2 separate regions of the Sus scrofa genome follow, and region 1 is linked to region 2. A link is a contact called in public HiChIP or PLAC-seq data. All regions are on one chromosome and are shown on one strand. Each heading gives the region's core, a stretch centred on a gene start, on an enhancer-like site or on the middle of the called end of the contact. The rest is flanking DNA. Distances are from core to core; before and after follow the strand shown.

The links. HiChIP or PLAC-seq counts read pairs in DNA pulled down with a chosen protein or histone mark.
Region 1: an H3K27ac HiChIP or PLAC-seq map of alveolar macrophages shows a contact between it and region 2. The contact joins two enhancer-like sites. A contact is called at or near these places in 1 of 47 Hi-C or Micro-C datasets (epiblast stem cells) and 1 of 2 datasets of contacts at active chromatin or transcription factors (alveolar macrophages).

What each region holds. Positions count from the first base shown.
Region 1 is chr6:153,178,741-153,183,738 of Sscrofa11.1, forward strand. The region is part of intron 3 of FGGY (FGGY carbohydrate kinase domain-containing protein); the gene reads right to left. Among named protein-coding and RNA genes, the nearest start is that of FGGY, 32 kb to the right of the region's middle. Within about 2 kb of position 3,416, at least 6 of the 83 cell types and tissues checked have an H3K27ac peak or open chromatin away from gene starts, as enhancers often do. A contact at or near this core is called in alveolar macrophages, where this site is marked.
Region 2 is chr6:152,766,595-152,771,508 of Sscrofa11.1, forward strand. The region is part of intron 14 of FGGY (FGGY carbohydrate kinase domain-containing protein); the gene reads right to left. Among named protein-coding and RNA genes, the nearest start is that of HOOK1, 60 kb to the left of the region's middle. Within about 2 kb of position 2,052, at least 14 of the 83 cell types and tissues checked have an H3K27ac peak or open chromatin away from gene starts, as enhancers often do. A contact at or near this core is called in alveolar macrophages, where this site is marked.

The sequences.
Region 1 (4,998 bases), core at 2,166-4,665, 410 kb after region 2:
AAATGGGAACAGAACTAATAAGCAGGCTTAGTAAGATCACAGCATACCAGATTAAAATAAAAAAAATCAACCAAAGTTCTATATACTAACAACTAACATGACAAAATCAAAATTTAGAACATAATTCCATTCACAACAGCATCAAAAAAGGAAAACATTCAGAAATAAATTTATTAAAATAAATTCAAAATCTATAACCTGAAAACAACAAAACATTGCTAAAAAAGAAACCACAAATTGGAGAAATATGCCTTATGTATGAAATGGAAAATTCAACATTGTTAAGTTGGCAGTCCCCTCAAATAAACCTACAGACTCTACACAACCCCTATTAAAATCCCAGCAGACTTTTTAATGAAAAGGACAAGCTGCTCCAAACATTAATATACAAATGTAAGGACACAGACGCACCTAAGCACTTTTGAAAAGAAGGAACAAAGCTGAAGAACTTATGCTACCTGATTTAAACTTACTATAAAACTACCATGACTTATTGTAGCACTAGTATGATAAACTTATACATGAATGAAAGAAGAAAAATATAACAAATACATGCAAACATTAATGGTAAATTGATTTTTGTATAAGGTCCAAGAATATTCAATGGGGAAAGGATAATTTGTCTGATAGTGGTACTAGAAAAACTAAATGCCCATATGCAAAATAAATAAATAAGAACTTACATTTTTAGACTTTTACCTCACACCATACACAAAAATTAATGCAAAATATATGTCACTAAATGTAAGAATTAAAACTATAAAACCTGTGGAAGAAAAATCTTTTGACATGGGTTAAACAAAGATTTAATAATAAGCAAGCCTCATAAAAGAAAAAGAAAATAATAAATGCGTCTTCAGAATTTTAAAGTTTTGCTATTTAAAAGAAATCATAAGAAAATGAAAAGATAACCTACAGTTTGGGAAAAAACATTTGCAATTCATTCATCTTATAATAGACATATAAAGAATACTTATAACAATAATAAGAGGACAAACAACACAATTATAAAATGGGCAAAAGATTTAAATATACGTATCACCAAAGAAGACTATGAATGGCCAAAAAGAACGAGAAAATACACTCAACATCATCACTCATTAAGAAAATGAGGAGTTCCCGTCAAGGCTCAGTGGTTAATGAATCCGACTAGGAACCACGAGGCTACGGGTTAGATCCCTGGCCTCGCTCAGTGGGTTAAGGATCTGGCATTGCGTGAGCTGTGGTGTAGGTGGCAGACGCGGCTTGGATCCCGAGCTGCTGGATCTCTGGCATAGGCTGGCGGCTACAGCTCTGATTCGACCCCTAGCCCGGGAACTTCCATATATGCCTCAGGTGCAGTCCTAGAAAAGGCAAAAAGACAGAAAGGAAGACAGGAAGACAGGAAGGAAGGAAGGAAGGAAGGAAGGAAAAGGAAAAGGAAAGGAAGGAAGGAAAGAAAGAAAGAAAGACAGACAGACAGACAGACAGACAGACAGATAATGAAAAGTAGGAGTTCCTATCTCGTGGTTCGGTGGTTAACGAACCTGACTAGCATCCATTAGGGTGCAGGTTTGATCCCTGGCCCTACTCAGTGGGTTAAGGATCCAGCATTGCTGTGAGCTGTGGTATAGGTCACAGACACAGTTCAGATCCTGCGTTGCTGTGGCTGTGGTGTAGGTCAGTGGCTACAGCTTCTATTGGACCCGTAGCCTGGGAACCTCCAGATGCCGCAGGTATGACCCTAGAAAGACGAAAACAAACAAACAAAAAAAACAACAACAAAAAAAAACAAAAAAAAAAGGAAAAGGAAAATCATGAGGTACCACTGCACACCTATAAGAATAGCTATAATTAAAAAGATGACAACACCAAGTGTTCAAAAATTGTGGAGAAAAAAAAATTGTGGAGAAGGTGGAACCCCTGTACATTGCTGGTAAAAATGTAAAATACAGCCACTTTGGAAAAAATGCTTGGCAATTTTTAAGCATAACTTATCATATAACCCATCAAGGTCTACCCAAGAAAAATGAAAACATATGCCAACACAAACACTTGTATGTGCATATTCAGAGCAGTATTACTCATAATACCCTAAAACTAGAAACAAACCAAATGTTCATTATGAGTTAACCGAATGGTGAAACCGAGTGTGATCTACCCATACAGTGGAAGTGTACTCAGCAGAAGACATGAACTATTGATATGTGAAGCCACATGAATGAACCTTAAAAACACTATGCTAAGTGAAAGAAGTCAGACGCAAAAAGAAGGCATGTTGTGTGACTCCTTTTCCATGAAATTTCTACAAACAGAACAACTACAATGACAGAAAACGGTTATCTATGACTAAGACTGGAGAATGACTGCAAACAGGCATAAGGGAACTTGTGAGGGTAACAGAAGTGTTCTAAAATTGGATTATGGTGATGATTACACAGACATGAAAGTTTAAAAAAATCACTGAGCTATACAATTAAAATGAATGGACTTTATAGTATATAAACCATGAAAAACATTGAATGATTTTTTTTTCTAAGAGATGAGCTATAAAAGATGAAATGGAAGAATATTCATGATATGCGAATAAGGGAAAAAAAAAAACAACAACAAACTGTTAATAGTGGTTGCCTCTGAGAGCAGAAATGGCAGCTGGAGGAGATGGGAGTTTTTCACTTTGTTATATAATTTTTTAAGTTAATAGATTTATTGATTAATTCTATTTTTACATTTTCATTTCCATGGTTTCCTTTTGTGAAAATGCCTGAGTGGCCATACCCATTACTGGTTCCCATCAACTTAAAACATGACAACAACCTTTGAAATCCTACAAAAGTCATCTCAAAAGTGTCCACCACCTCTTAAAACACACTATTCTTTTTTCCTGTTTTGGAATGCCAGGCTGGTCATTTAGGATTCTACTTCTTACTGTTTAACATGTTTCTCAAATAAAAGCTACACACAATTATAACAGCTTTTCAATAAAGAAAAACATTATTTTTTCAAATGTGAAATAGGTGACATACAGTGGATGCTCAACATATGGTGACATTTTATTGTTTGTTGTTATTATTTAAAAAAAATAATGAGGAAACTACTTTACATATACAACTTTATTTAATCCTTACAAAGCCCTCTGAAGAAACACTTAGTATTTCCATTTCATTAAAAAAAAAAAAAAAAATTGGACTGGAATTCTTTGGTGGCCTAGTGGGTTAAGGATCTGGTGTTGTCACTGCTGTGGCTCAGGTCCAGTCTCTGGCCTGGGAACTTCCACATGTCGTGGGTATGGCAAACATATAAAAAAATAAGTGGAAGACTGGGGAAGGAAGGGAAGAAGAAGCAGGCTCCAGAGACTGAGAACTTGAACTTACCCCTGTCGCACAGCCAGCTGACAGCAAAGCCAGAACTGAAATTCAGAGCCTGTGTTCCTCCTATTCCACCACATGGTTGCCTCTGTCATCAGAGAAGTTCTTTTGCCCAGAGACTCATCCTACAGAGAGCGCATGAGCTCTAAGGAAGAGCATCACTCATGACCCACCTGTGAGTGTTGGCATAACTTTGCCCCACAGCACCAAGAGAGGGCCCTGTACCTCTATACTGCACTGGTCCACCTAGACTTAGAAGAGTATGAGGACCAAGCCCAATTCTGTCAGGCAGCATGGTCTCATGACAAGGAGTCACGGAGACCTGGTTTCAAATCTCTGCTATGTCTCTCTGCTTATGTGGTCCAGGGCAGGTTATACAATTCCAGTCATTCCAGTCACCCTCCTGTGTTGCTGGATCATGTCTCTCTAGCATTTATAAGCACAGCGTCCTCTGCCTGCCATGTCCTTCCAACCTGGCTTGGAAATCTCTGGGTGATGGCTAAAATCAGTGGTGTTGGGTGCAGACTGCCTGACTCCGAAAACTGGCTCTGCCACTGACAAGTCATGTGACTTTGGGAAGCCAGAAGACCTTTGGTTACACAAAACCAGTACTTAGACCTACATTGCCTAATGTTGGTATGAGAATTCAGCAAAATAAGATATGATTAATCCACTATCTGGCATTCAGTGTCCAATAAGTGGCAGCCCTTATTTGAGTAAATCAGCTGCCGCAAACCTTTAAACTCACAGAGCATCAACCTTTCACTCAATAAACTAGCCCTAACTTCTACCGGCCATGCAGCCCTATTGGCCTCGTGCCCAGAGAGCGTATGCCTGACTTGGGCAAGCCCTTCTCCTACAGGACTGCCATTAATCAATAAAGGAATTGGGAGAGGAAATGTAGAAAACTCAATAAAACTCACTACCACAAGGCAGCTCTAGAGTAGAAAGGAGAATGGGATATGGTATCATAAGAGTTCTGCTGGCTACAACTCCACCACTGTTGGGTCACTGCAAGATAACCTTGGAGTAATCTCACCTTTCTGAGCCTCAGGTTCCACGAGGGGGAGGAGTGGCACAGGAGAGAAACTCCCAGGTGAGGATCAAAGGTGTCAATGGATTTGAACGTGCTTTGGAACCAATAAACCTTTGCAGGAAATGTGAAGGATGGAAAATGCACTCAATGCCTTCTAAGTTGTGCTCACGCAAACTTTCTTATGAAGGAAGCGTGGTTTGCTCCCTGCATCATGTAAGCACGTATAAAAACGGCAGGCAAAGGGAACAGTGAAAAGATTGGATAAACTCAAACCTTCCTAAGAATTTTGGTGGGAGTGACCTTACAGTAGGAGCAAAGAAAAGATTGTCTTCAATCTATGGTATGAATCTCCTGTGAAACCTACAAGAGTTCTATATGGCCTTTCGATCACAAAATTTCAGCATCTCCTTCTCTAAATCGGAAACCTATCTCAAGGAACTGGAGGAATAACTGTGACATGCATTTAAACCTGATTTGGCTAGGCAGCCGCTGTCATTTCCCCAGCCTTATATGGAAATGCCTTATGATCATGCCTACCATGTGTAGGACCACCCCACTCCCCACCCCCACCCCCACCCCCACCCCCACCCAAACCATCTCAGAAAGATGGCTGTC
Region 2 (4,914 bases), core at 802-3,301:
ATAAAGAAGATGTGGTACACATACATGATGGAATATTACTCCGCCATTAAAAGGAAAGAAAGAATGGCATTTGCAGCAACATGGATGGACCCAGAAATTATCATGCTAAGTGAAGTTAGTCAGACAGTGAGACACCAACATCATATGCTATCACTTTCATGGGGAATCTAAAAAAGGACACAGTGAACTTCTTTGCAGAACAGATGCTGACTCACAGACTTTGAAAAACTTATGGTTTCCAAATAAGACAGGTTGGGGGTGGGGAGATGTGTTGGGGATTTGGGATAGAAATGTTATAAAATTGGGTTGTACAACTATAAATGTAATAAAATTCATTAAAAAAAGAACTTTCCTACACTGCTAAGCTCTCTTCCCTCACACCCTCCAACCACATCAGAAGAACAAGAAGAAAGCTAATATACTGGAGAGAAAGTGAATGAGGAAAAAAGAAGAATCTGATCACAGCCATCTCCTTCCTGACATGTACAGATAGCATCCTTGGCTCAAGGAGTAAGGAGTTGTCTTATCTTTAGATGAGAAGTGATGACTATTATATATTTCTTGATACTCTAATGTCTGGATTTTGGTTAGGTATCACAACTTAAAGGGACCATAAAACTTGTATTATCTAAGTGGCTTTCTACTTATCTAAGAAAGTAACAGAATTATCAGAATTTTTAACCAGGGCAGAGAAAATGGACAGTGTATGTGAAAAATACAGTTGTTTCTCACAGACTCACAGACATAGAAGACAAACTTATAGTTACCAAAGGGGAAGGGAGGGAGGGATAAATTAGGAATTTGGCACTAGCTGATATGACTACTACATATAAAATAATAAACAAAAGGTCCTACTCTAGCACCAGGAACTATAACCAATATCTTGTAATAAACCATAATGGAAAAGAATATGAAAAAGGTTATGTATGTGTATGTACATACACACACACACATCCATATATAACCTAATATATGATGTATATAACTGAATCAGTTTGCTGAACACCAGAAACAGTAAATCAACTATATGTCAACAAATAAATAAGTAGAGCAAAACAACACAAACACAGTTGTTTTTCATTTCTACCTCAAAAACTGTGTTTGTGCTAAACCCAAGAAACACATGCATAGTAAACACTGGATGAAAATATATAAAATACTAACAGGTTCAAGAGCATGGGTGATGATTTTTCTCTTGCGAACTTGCTTTTCTGTATGTCTTCTTAACTTTCTAGAGTGGCATGTAGGGATTTGATCATTTTAAAGAAAATAAAACTATACTGCACTCTTAAAAAAAAAAAGTTATGCTTCTACAAGCAGCCAGAATGACTTGTGCTCACTTTTGTCTCTCTTGGGAGGCAGGGCTCATTAAGGGTATTTGACACAATGTGGAGAATGCCCAGAGAATCAGTGCTGTCATCAGAAATAGCACTGCTGAGTTTTCCCATTTCTCCAAATAATTAACATAAAACTGAAACCTCATGAACCCACGGGCTGCAGTAAATCTGGAAATTACCACAGCATAACAATATGAATTTATTATGGAAATGCTGACAGTGCTAAATATAGTCACCTCCACAATATATTTCTGTTAAAAGAGTGTATTTGAAGTTGGCCTCAAAATTCATACTTTTTGTCAGCAGGCTGGAGCCGGACAATCTGGATTTGCGGCACGCTACCCTCTTTGTTTGGGAGTCTAGACAGCACAACGAATACAGGGGCTCTTCTCTTTCCTTTTTGCCCACACAATGAAAGCTTTTGAAAACAAAATATTTGGTAAAATTGCATTTTAATCACTTCTTTTCTTTCTCTCTATAAGGCCGAGCTATAAATAAACCATGAAAGTTCACATTTGATCGTCACTTCTGAAAGCAAGTGCAAGGGTTTCTGTAGGGAAAAAATAGGAGCCCTGTACCAAGGCCATGAAAGACCGCATTCATGGGAGCTGACCCTTCGCTGGTGTGTCAAGGCTGAGATACCCGTCTGCACAGGCTGCTCACCACTTCCCTGGGAGCAGAGCCGGCCGTCATCAGGCTGTGTGGGCACAGGGAACTCCCAGTTCTCACGGGTTACGGCCTGGCTTGGGAGCCAGCCAAGGGCTTCCGGCTACACTGAGTGAGCTACCCAGGGAAGTTAGGTTTAAGAAAGGTAGGGGCTCTTCAGCCCCCTTGCAGAAGATGGGGATTCCATGAGTGGCAGACACACAAACGCGGGAAATCTGGGAAGCATGGGACCTGATACCTTTTCCCCTGCGCAGGGGAAGGGGAACAACGGCCTTAAGACTTGGGAAGGTTGGAGTTCCCATTGTTGCTCAGTGGGTTAAGAACCCAACTAGTATCTATGAGGATGTGGGTTTGATCCCTGGCCTTGTTCAGTGGGTTAAGGATCCGGCGTTGCCCAAGTTGCTATATAGGTCACAGATGTGGCTCGGATCTGGCATTGCTGTGGCTGTGGTTGTAGGTCTCAGCTACAGCTCTAATCTGACCCCTAGGCCAGGAACTTCCATATGCCTTAGGTGTGGTCCTAAAAAAAAAAAAAAAAAAAAAAAAAAAAAAAAAAGACTTTGGGAAGGCTATAGGTAGTCTAGAGCCAGGAATCAAAGGACACTGCAAACTTGGCAGTGTGCAGCGTCATGGTCTATCAGGAAGAATAACCAGAACCTGGCCTGGGGAGAGCTATTCCATGAACTCCCTGAAGGTAGTAAGCATGCCAGTGTAGGTCTCATGCCCAACATGGTCCTATCACTTACAGGGGCTTGGTTAATGTTTGCTGAGCTGCTGAATGAAAGGGTGATGACTTTCATGACAGAGGTTATGGAAGATCATCGAATGGTGTTTCTAAAATGGTAAACATTCACTCCAGGGAGTGCTGAAGTGGTTGGTTAGGATTCCAGAAAAACATACTGGAAGTGCCGTTTATAAGACGTGTAGTCTAAAGAAATGAATTCAACTTTACCAGCACTTAATACGCAGATTGTCACCAGCACCACCCGTTGGTCCCTCATCAGACAGTCATGAGTGAGTAAGACACGTGAAATCTCCCAAGGTAAGAGTGAGAGCCTTACATCATGGGGGCATGACAGCATGCCCTCCAGTCTATGTCCCCAGCTTCCAGGGGTTTGCTACCCATCGTCATCTACATGTTCCAGGGTGGGAGTGTATAGGGGCTATCTAATTTTATTTAAACAAACTCTCACAAAATGGGCAAGCAACTGAGAAAGACTTGGCCAAAGGACTAAAGGCAATGGTCACGGTGCAGATTCAAGTAAACAAAAAGGAAAAATGATGACACTTTTCCCTGGTATTAGCTTTTCACAGTATAAGGTAAAAACAAAGACGGCTTAGACTATGACAAGAATTGAGACAAAAATTAAAATGATCAAGAATACTGTTTGAGATATAAATACAGTGGCACATACAAAATCATTTAGAAATAATAAAAAAAATCATTCAAAACTCACCTGGCCTTAGATTGTGGATCTTTAGACACTGTCTAATGTTAGTATAATAACATCATGATGAGCAAATATTTGAAATCTTTTATTTCAGCTATATTTATAATATAGATAACCTATAAGCCCAATAAAACATGTGTATGCCTCTTCATAAATACATTTCCACATATTGAGGATGCAAGCTCAAAATTTTTATAACTGATGGGGTATGATCAGAAAAACAAAGCATTCATTGTCCCAGCAGCCAATTCCGTGGCAGTTGCTAGGTTACCGGTTCAAGCCAACATTTCCCAGGTGCTTGCTCTGTGCTGTGCGCTGCACTAATCGCTTTATGGACGTGACTCTTGAAATTCTCAAAACGACTTTATGACACAGATATCATCACCTCTTCCCCCTTCATGGACCAAGAAGTGAACTGAGAGAGTATAAAGAATTTGCCCAAGGTCAAAAATGCAGAAAAGCCAGAATTTAGAGCCCCTTCTGACTCCAGGCCTTTGCTTAGCCCTGCGCTCAGACCCTACACACTTCCCCCCTACAATGCAAAAAGCCTGATGCTTGCGTCCTCTGGGCTTGAGTTCAAATCCCACTTCTGCTGCTCATTAGCTGTGTGATCTCCTTGGCTAAGAATGAGCGTGTGCTTGTGCCTGAGAAGCACCAATCCTGTACACTGCACCTTTTTTCAGAGATGCTGACACACAGCTCTGAAATACATGAATCTGCCTTCTTGAGGAACTCTGACTCATTTTACTGGAACAACAAGTTCACATGATAATGTGTGGGCTGAGGCACATGACCCTTTCAAAGAAAAACAAAGTAGGGCAACGTGATTTTCCCCCAACAAGCATGAAGAAATGGCTAGTTGTTCTTCTATTTGTTTTGTTTTGTTTTGATTTTTGATACAGTCATCTTTTGACCGGCACCTGGTCTTCTGCCTGACCTCCATGCACTGGAAACAACCATGTCAGTTTAGAAGCGGGATGTGGAGGGACGGAAAGAGTGAGGTAGGTCTTCATCACCAATTGTGACATGAAGACTCACACCTCCTTTATAACCTTAAACACATGGTATCAATCCATCAACCTACATAGCTCCCTACATGTCCTCCCCGCCACACATCTTGTTTAATGAGGTTGATTACACAGGTACACACATTTCTCAAAATTCATCAAGCTGTACACTTAAGATCTGTGAATTTCACTTTACGTACACTATACCGATTTAAAAAGCATAAAAGAAAAAAATGCTGTATGTGTTATTAAGTGTATGTGTTAGTATATTTATATTTCATTTAATTTTTTATTATGTAATACCTACCAAATGGAAATAAAAATTTTCAAATGCCTCGTTCTCCAATATTGACTCTTAAAATTCACCTCAGATTGGTCTCTTGATCATAAAGGAGGGGTAGGGGCCTGGAGCTCTCTAGTTTTGCAGGAATTGGAGATGACAGTGGAAAGATA